Linked DNA regions of Oryctolagus cuniculus: region 1 is linked to region 2. The links are chromatin contacts, called in public Hi-C maps. All regions are on one chromosome and are shown on one strand. Each heading gives the region's core, a stretch centred on a gene start, on an enhancer-like site or on the middle of the called end of the contact. The rest is flanking DNA. Distances are from core to core; before and after follow the strand shown. Region 1 holds the start of ADH1A (alcohol dehydrogenase 1A (class I), alpha polypeptide). Region 2 has its middle 42 kb from the start of ADH1A.

Region 1 (4,832 bases), core at 1,696-4,195, 42 kb before region 2:
ATAAAAATTAACTGAGGGGATGGTGATGTGGCATAGCAAGTAAAGCCGCTGCTTGCAGTGCCGACATCCCATATGGGCGCCGGTTCAAGACACGACTGCTCCACTTCTGATCCAGCTCTCTGCTACGGTCTGGGAAAGCAGTGAAAGATGGCTCAAGTGCTTTGCCCCTGCATCTGCGTGGGAGACCCAGATGAAGCTCCAGGCTCCTGGCTTTGGATTGACGCAGCTCTGGCTGCCAGTTGGGCCAGTTGCGGCCAGTTGGGGAGTGAACCAACGGAGGGAAGACCTTTCTCTCTATCTCTACCTCAATCTGTGCCTCTGCCTCTCTGTAACTGCGACTTTCAAATAAATAAATAAATCTTTTTAAAAATTAACTGAAAAATTGATCTCTGTAAAAAATAAGAATGGGAAAGGGAGAGGGAAGAGGAAGAAAAGTGGCAGTAGAGTGGGAGGGAGGTAGAGGGGAAAGAATCATCATGTTTCCAAATCTGTATATATTCAGTGCATGAAGTTGAGAGCTCTTTTTAGAGATAATTGACATAATTGCAAATATGACAAAATTTCCAGTAAAACTTATTCTTCTGAGAGTTCATTTTCATAATGCATTTTTCAAATCCTTCAACTTTGAAGTGTGTTCACCAGCATCAGCATCAAAATAAATATTAGGGGTGGGTGTTTGGCCTAGTAATTAAATCACCAGTTAGGATGCCCACATCAAGTATACCTGGGCTCAACACTTGCCTCTCTACCTCCTGATTCCAGCTTCCTGCTAATGGGGACCCTAAGAAACAGTGCTGTTGGATCAAGTGGTTGGTTCCCTCTACCCATGTGAAAGGCCTGGATTGAGCTACTGGTTTTGGCCACCATGCTATGGTGTTTCAGGAATGAACCAGTGGATGGAGCTCTCTCTCCATTAGTGTACTTGATGTTGATACAATTATAATATCTACTTATGATTATCAGATGCTTGTGATGTGGCAGGTACATTGTAGTCTGTACTGTAGGCTGAGTTATGTGCTATATCTTTTTTTTTTTTTTTGACAGGCAGAGTGGACAGTGAGAGAGAGAGAGACAGAGAGAAAGGTCTTCCTTTGCCATTGGTTCACCCTCCAATGGCCGCCGCGGCACACTGTGCAGATCCGAAGGCAGGAGCCAGGTACTTATCCTGGTCTCCCATGGGGTGCAGGGCCCAAGCACTTGGGCCATCCTCCACTGCACTCCCTGGCCACAGCAGAGAGCTGGCCTGGAAGAGGGGCAACCGGGACAGAATCCGGGGCCCTGACCAGGACTAGAACCCGGTGTGCCGGCGCCACAAGGCGGAGGATTAGCCTAGTGAGCTGCGGCACCAGCCATATATGCTATATCTTTAAACCCAGCAAGGTTGGGTATGTTGAATTATTTGCCTTTCTTTTGGATGAAAAGACTGAAGCTCAGCTGACTCAGTGAGTAATTTTCTAAAGTCTCAAATTGGCTGTCTAGAGAATTAAGATAAATCAAACTTTACCTTTTCTTCACCTCAGAGTAGTGAAAAGTCAATGAAAAGCTAAACAACAATATCAATAGTAGCAATGACTCACATGTATTGACTCATTCTAAGTGCCTTATAGTATTTATTTAGTAAATTCCCACAACCACCTCATGAGATCAGTGTTCCTGCTATCACTATTTATCACCTGAGAAAAATAAAAGGCAAGATTTGTTAACATAGTTTAAGTACTATCAATAGGCTAAGTTACTGATGTTGTGCCTGAGAGGGGAGGATTGCTAGATTACTATTTCTCTGCATGTTGTTTTTGTTAATATAATTGGCTTACACCTTTACTGTATGAATTCAACATTTCTTCTAAGTGAGTTTGGGTAAATTTCCATTTTGTTCTCCTAATCATTTTCACTTGAAATATAATATGCCATTGTAAATACCCATCAATAATAAATGGAAATAAAATGAGCTGGAATAAGAACACTGGCAATTGGCCACTCACATGATTCCAGCCGGTGCTATTGATATGAACCTGTTGTTTAGAAGCTTCAAAACCTTTAAGCATTATACTTGGATATTCCACTACTGTGTCATCTGTTCTGAACACAGCAAGTGTACTTGCAAGCAGTTGCATTGGCTTTTGTAATTAAGCAGTTAAAAACATGAGCTGATTATTTTGAAAGACCCAATCCATTTCTCTGCACTTATAATCACATTCCTCAAATAAGTATCAATCTATGAAAGACTTAAAACAAAATATCTTTGTAACTAGTATTAGTAAGTGATTCAAATTTTCTGCAAAATGTGTTCATTTTCTGTAAAATCATGTTGACTTTTGTATGGAGAAGATACTGTTCTATAGAATATCTGTAGAACTTGCAAATTAGTATTATCTAACTGTGATGATCATAATGGCTTGAGATAATATATCTTGTAAGAGACTTTATAATAAAGGATATTTCAATGTGCTCTGAAATAAGTTCCTCTCATAAAACTGTCATACTTAATTTCCCTGCATTCAGACAAAGAATATAATTACAAAGAGTACCACATTAAAATTACAGTTTCTTAACATAAATATAACTTCTTGATTAAGTATGTCTAATTATATATTTGCAAGCTAGTCATAGTTATCTTAGAATAAACCCACAAATTATTACAAACTTATTTAATGTATGAATAAAGACTAATAGATACAGATCCTATGTATTTTTAATAAAGATATTTAGGAATAACTTATTTCCACTGCAGTTCAGTACACATTGTAAATTGTAGCACATATTTTATATTGTATTTCAGTGTACATTATTTCTAATTCATATATGAATTTTAACTCTTCAACAAATACCATGTCCTGTTATTTATGATATTAATGAGACTATAGTTCCAACAGTAAAATCTTTTTTGCTTACTTTTCCTGCTGTGCTCATGTTGTTTCTGTTTTCTCTGCAGAACAGGAGACTGGTGAATTCTTGTGGACTTCTTGCCTGCTCTAGTACATGAAGCCAATATATTGCACAGATTGTTTGCTCAAGTGCCACCCAGTTTGCACATGATCTCAGTCCTTAAGCCACACCTTATCAGCTTATTGTCACACTAAATCAAACCAGAAAAAGAAAAAAAAGGCACTCAAAACCTTGATTCAAAACTGATTTTGCAATATATCATTGCAGATAATACTTTGTTTTTATTAGGTTAAATATTTCCCTACACGTAAATTTTAATCTATCTCTCTGTCTCTGTCTCTCTCTGTCTCTCTCTGTCTCTCTCTTACTCTCTCTCCCTGGTGATTCCATGTTTCTCCTCTCTCAATCCCACTGAGGTTATTCCGAGTTCTATTTCCCTCTGTCTGCTCCAATTGCCAACTGTGAATGCACGTGGTGCAGCTGGGAAGGAGGAGAAGAAGGGGGAGCAGGACACCTGGAGCAGGACAGAAGGATATAGGACTGGAAGAGCACGTTTGATCCAGCTCTCTTCTTCTCTCCAGAGAGGAAATTAGGCACCCACTCTGTCCTAGCAAAGGTGCTCACTTGTCCCTGGTATTTCTGCTCCACACAACATCAGTCAGCATCGACTAATCACCTCCCTGTTCCAAGCACTGAACTGGTGCCCTTGGGTGACATGTACCAGTGCCAATAGGCAACATGGGGCAATGGGTATTGTATAACTTGTGGATCTAACACATGATTCCTTGCTATCTGTGTGAACTTGAACTTATTGAACTGCTCCTCCTCTTAGTTTTCTTATAAGACTAGAATGAATAATAGTACCAGTTCAAAGGACTGTTTGGTGCATAAATGAAAAAAAAAAAAAACAAGTTAAGCACTTATCACAGAGCTTGGCAGGTAGGAAACTCACCATCCAGGGAGGAGAAAGGCACACAAGCAAGCAAGTCAGCCTCTCTGGGCAGAGCTTATTAAAGGCAGGGCATTCAGACTGAAGGACTCAAAGGAGGCTTCATAAAGAACAGCCCTTTGTGTTAGGGCCCAAGGATTGTCTTGGCAAATAGACCAAATGCTCACTTAGGCCTTTCCCTATCCCTTGTTCAGGGCTTTGAATATGGAAAGAGAATATGGGCTTAATTTTTAATAAATCTCAAATCTTCTGCCAACACCTGGAGGCCACAATGCACATAGTCATGTAATGATTTATAGTCTGTCAGCATACACACAAAAAATATATATTTATCTAGACTTGCCAAAGGAGCAACATTGTGTCTGTGTCCACCTATACTTATGCAGGTACAGAGAGCCATCCTGGGGTGTTCCATTCCACCAAGCAGGGACAGAAGGTCTTTCATTTCTTTGTTGTGGTCTTAAACTCATTGCATAGGGGTTGGCACTGTGGTATAGTGGGTTAAGCCTCCGCCTGAGGCACTGGCATCCCATATGGGCGCCAGTCCATGTTCTGGCTGCTCTTCTTCTGTTCCAGCTCTCTGCTATTGCCTGGGAAAACAGTGGAGGATGGCGCAAGTGGTTGGCCCCTGCATCCACATAGGAGACCCAGAAGAAACTCCTGGCTCTTGGCTGCTGATTGGCCCAGCTCCTGCCATTGTGGCCATTTGGTGAGTGAACCAGCGGAGGGAATACCTTTCTCTCCTCTCCCTCTCTCTGTCTGTAATTCTACCTCTGAAATAAATAAGTAGAATCTTTTTTTCATTTCATTGGCATCACTTCCAGAGAATGGCATTCAGTCTCCTCTCGCATCCACCTACCTTCACTTGTGGAGACCATTGCAAAGAAGGGAGTCTGGCCACTTAGCATATGATCTGGATAGTATCAAGGATGCTGCTTGTCCAGATCCATTTGAAGGACTCTTTAGTGTGTTTGCATGGTGATAGACAGGCATGAAA
Region 2 (4,784 bases), core at 1,393-3,892:
ATCTCAACAGACCATCCACAAGTGCTGCAAGTTAGTTACTGGTCTACTTTACTTTTTGCACATGAGGAAATTGAAACTGAGCAGGATCCAGTATCATTTACAAGGGTTAAAGAGTGGAAGAACAGGAATTTAAAGTCCAAACCGACAGCTCTCCCACCATACCACCTTGCTTCTCACAAGAAAGTTCATTTTAGGTAAACAAACACAGTTTGTAATATATACTGGGTGCTGTTCTAGAAAGAAAAAAAAAAACTGTCCTTGTATGACCCATATCCTAATGAAGACTTTTAGGGAGGAAACAGAGCAAGTTGTTTACGTAAGAAGTTAGCAGTAAGTGCTGAGAAGAAAATATAATCAGGAAGAGGTCTAGAGGTTCCTGGAAGGGGACACACCTGCAATTTCAAGGATTCTTCCAGAATATTCCATTTCAGCATGGACTTGACAGAATTGGAGGAGAGACACCAGGCTGCCTGGGCAAGGATCATTCCAGACAAAGTGAACAATAGAGCTGGGAGTCTCCCAGGCTGGCTCGGGATTAGCAAGGGGACCAGAGTGGACAGAGCACAGGGAGCATGGGAGGGAAGATAGCAAAGGAAGGAACTCGGAGAAATAATGGAGGTGAGGCAGTGTGAGTGCTGAGGCTATTTTGAGGAGATTCTGTTTTTAGTCTGATTGCAATCGAAAGCCACAGGAAGGTTTTGAGGCGTGGCATGGCCTAGTCTGATTATAAATGAGTTATTCTGTCAGATGAGAACAGACTGTATATTATAGTGAGGCAAGGTTAAGAGTGGGAAGCAGAGGAGGCAAGAGTGAGTTAGGAAACAAGCACAGGACAGCTGGAGAATCTCTTTGTTAGTCTGCTAAACAGAACAGCACAGACTGGGTGGCTTATGAACAGCCGTCATTTATTTCTCACAGTTCTGTAAGCCGAGCAGTACCACATGGAGGCACCAGCAGGTGCAGTATCTGGTGAGGTGCTCCTCTTGGTCTGTAGACGGCTGACTCCTCACTGTGGTCTTACATGGCGGAAGGGCAGAGGAGCTCTCTGGATTCATTTTGTACAAATGCACTGATTGCATGCATGAGACAATCTGCCCTCATGATCAATCAACATCCAGTCCTCCCTCAAACACCATCACAGTGGGGCTTAGATTTCAATATATGAATTCTGGGGACACAAACATTCAATCTAGGGGTAGCTTTGATGCTAATTTGGAATGGAAATGCAGAGGAAAGGAAGAGCAGTGTTAATGGCAGCAGCTGGAAGAGTTGTGAAGAAATAGTGAACTCTGGCTCTGCAGGGGGAGGAGAGGTGTAAGGATGTGAGGGGAGCCCAGGAGAGGTGACAGGTAACAATCAGGAGAGGACTGAGAACCGCTCTCTGTAGGCACTCACTGAATGCTTTGCAGGCATTCTCTCTGCCAGCCCCATAAGTTATTTTATCGTCCTTGTGTAGATGAGGGAATTTGGATTCAGGAAGGTTAAATAGTTATTGAAAGAGAAAAACAAAGACTTTTATTTTTACATGTGATCAATTCAAATTCCTTAATATTGTATTTCTTTCTAAATGTATTTTCCACTCAGAGCACCAAGAGACCACACAGAACATAGTCTTTGCTAGACCTCCAAGTCTCCAAGGATGTTTTGTCAATTTGCACCCTGCCCTGCCTACTCAGAGTCAGGAACTTGTCAAAGGAATCTGAGAGGTAAAGGCCTAGGATGGAGGTGGAGACATGTGGGAAAAAGATCAGACCTTTTCTAGCTCCTACCAGCTGGGTCAGGGCAAAGCTAGGAATTGGAAAGAGGTAGCTGAGAGTGATATGATGAACAATGTCCCAAGTCTAGCTGCATGCATTAGTACACAATTGTGGACATAGCTAATGATTTCCCAGGCTGGGAGATGTTCTAGCAGAGATTACACAATACCTTGGCAGATTCTAGTGGGGGAGAAGTCCAATACCGGATGGGAGGGGTGGTCCTAACAGATGTTTTCCAAAGCCCTTTCTAACCAGAGATTAGAGTCTCTTGATTATTGGGGACACAGAGCGTTTCCAAGCAGCCAGCAGAAAACATTTCTTTGTGTTCTGTGGTTTAACAATGAAAAGACACAGCTGCTAGTTGGAAAGCAGAGTATCCCACTGAACAGAGAAGAACCTATAACAAGAATACATGAGTTCCCTTCTCTGCTTGGAACCAACCAGCCTTTCAACTTTGTTCTCCACTCTTCTTGTCTATAAAATGAAGAGGTTGAGTTTGAAGACATGGTCCTCTCACCATGTGTAATGCTAACAGGTTTACACTAGCAGTTGCTTGCCATCTGGTCTTATCAGTTCAGTTTTCCTTCCTTAACTAATATGTGTATTTTAGTTTTGGTGGGTGTCTTTTATTTTGGATTGATAAAGTTGGGCCTTCTTTCAGGCTTGTCATGTGAAAAGTGGATAGCTTGATATTTCGCACATAAATGAAGCCATCAGGTAGGCTAAGGGCTAGTGCAGTGTGACTTGGAAGTGCCTGGTGACACAGAGAGGAGAGGACAAGAATGACAAAGAGATTATCCTCTCCCATAAATTGAGTTCACCCAGAAAGTCATCAAGTGTCAAACAAGCTTGGGGATAGAATCAATGAGCTCAAGCACCCACATCAGTATCGCTGAATTCTCTTCACCCTCACCTCACACAGTACTTGAGAAGGCTTTCATTACGCTCACAGGATACACGGGAGGACAATTACACCCTTTAGTGGCTGAACCTGAAGTTGAGCCTGTGATGCAATCGAGGCCACAGTTTTATTGGAGAGAGTATGAGGACCACAGGACCTGCAGGTTCTGAAGGTCAGGCAGGAAGCACCTCTATCTGAAAGTTGCCCTTCCTCACAGCATTCTCATGACTTCTCCGCAGATCTCCTAAAGGAGAGTTAAATCTCAGGGGAACTATTGTCTAGCTCTGACCATGAGAGTTCAGACTATGAGTCCACTGATGCCACTGATGTCCTGATTATCCTTCCTAACTCTACTACCTCCCACCACTTCCCCAGGAAGGAGAAGGGAAATGGGATTCGCCTATCTTCTTTCCTTTATTTTCTCAATTTTTATTTAATTAATTTGATTTATTTGAAAGACAAAGAGAAGGCACTCCCATACACTGGTTCACTCCACAAATGCCTACATTAGCCTGGGCTAGGTCAGGGTGAAGCTGCAAGTTGGGAACACCATCTGGGTCTTCCATGCAGGTTGAAGAAATCCAACTATTTGAGCCAAGACTTGAGTCTAGGCATGTAACATAGGATGCAGACCCCCAAACAGTAACTTAAGTGCTATTCCAGAACCTGTCCCTCAGCTATTTTATAGACAGAAAACAGAGCTACTCCAAAGGAACATGACAACTCTGACCATTCTTCTTCTCTTCTTGGCACTTCAAATCCTAGCAACTGCCATGTCCCTTCCATCCTGCCCATTCCCTGCGCACAGACACAACAGAGATGCTAATGACAGAAGGTCAATCCTGAGCTGGTGAGATTTTAGGCAGAGGCTACACTCTGGACCACCATCTCCTAAAGGATTCTGCGAGGCCGCAGGGACTCCTTGCAGGCTTTTATTGGCAAGTGAAATGGAAACTGCACTGAACTGGAGGCCACCTCCAACTCAGGTGTTCCCAGGCCTTTGTCAGGGAGATTCTAAGACCTCAAGTGAGGAAGCACTGGGCTACCCCATAGGCCTGGTAGCCAAGGGAAGGATATTTAAGTATTTAAGTAGTTGGTACAAATTACTCTAAGCATTGGAATCACAAAAGAAATGGCAAAATTTAATTATATGACATATCTATAAAACAAATGAAAACTATCCAAAGTACTCAACTATTTATCTTTATGTGTAAATGAATTTCAGCTACATGCCTACTTGGGCCACAACATGGCTGCATGCACCTAGCACGGACTTCTGGGCTTTAGGAAACATTTTGAGTCTCCCCTACTTCATGATAAGAGAAATTTGGGGGTGGAGGGAGACACTAATAGCACCTAAGGATATGAATTTTCTCGGTAAAAAAGCTCATGGAAAATGCTCACCATCTTTTAATTCCATCTTTACATTAGCTCTTTGAAGCAGCCTCATACATCCTCAGAGTCATGTACACTAACATACGTGAATGGGGACAGGAATGCTACCTCAAACCATTCACAGTAGTAAGACACCCCAGACCAACAGCTTATAAAGAACAGAAATTTGTATCTCATAAACCTAGAGGTTGAAAAGTCCAACATCAAAGCCCTGGAAGATTGGGTAAATGGTAAGGGTCCTCTTCCTGGGCTGCAGATGGCTACTTTATTGCTCTATCCCCACCTGGTAGAAGTGTGAGAGGATCTCTCAGGCCTCTTTAGAAGGACACTAATCCTGTCCATGAGTGATCAGCCCTCATGACCTAATCACCTCTGAAATGTTCCACTTCCTAACACCATCATCTTGGGGGATAGGATTCAACATAAAAATTCGGGGTGAGGGGGGACACAAACAATCAGGCCATGGTAATGTGGGGAGCAACCCGGACTAGACTAAGTTACTGGAATTAAGACTTATTCTATGCATCTGCTCTCCCACAATATGGCGCTGGGAGAGGAGAAAACAGCTTCTACACAGCTGCCTCCAGTTCAACCAATAAACTGTAGGACTTACTCCTGATTGGAGGAGAGCAGCGTACTCGGCGTGTGGGTAGCAGAGTTGGGATTGGTGGAAGAGGACTATAAAGGAGGAGAGAGACAACATGCACCAGGAACATCTAAGGGGAACATCT

Evidence for each region. A called contact is a pair of places that touch in the nucleus more often than the background predicts.
Region 1: a contact with region 2 is called in a Hi-C map of liver, with 4 times the contacts expected there. The contact joins the promoter of ADH1A here to the enhancer-like site in region 2. A contact is called at or near these places in 4 of 6 Hi-C or Micro-C datasets (ear pinna, liver, psoas muscle and 1 more).

Annotation. Positions count from the first base shown.
Region 1 is chr8:65,918,142-65,922,973 of mOryCun1.1, reverse strand. ADH1A (alcohol dehydrogenase 1A (class I), alpha polypeptide) reads right to left here and starts at 2,945. Exons shown (of 9, transcript NM_001101704.1): 1 at 2,893-2,945. The coding sequence starts at 2,910. LOC127483289 (a long non-coding RNA gene) reads left to right here and starts at 4,416. Exons shown (of 3, transcript XR_007909436.2): 1 at 4,416-4,544.
Region 2 is chr8:65,875,894-65,880,677 of mOryCun1.1, reverse strand. No RefSeq gene overlaps it. Among named protein-coding and RNA genes, the nearest start is that of ADH1A, 42 kb to the left of the region's middle. Within about 2 kb of position 2,642, at least 3 of the 8 cell types and tissues checked have an H3K27ac peak or open chromatin away from gene starts, as enhancers often do.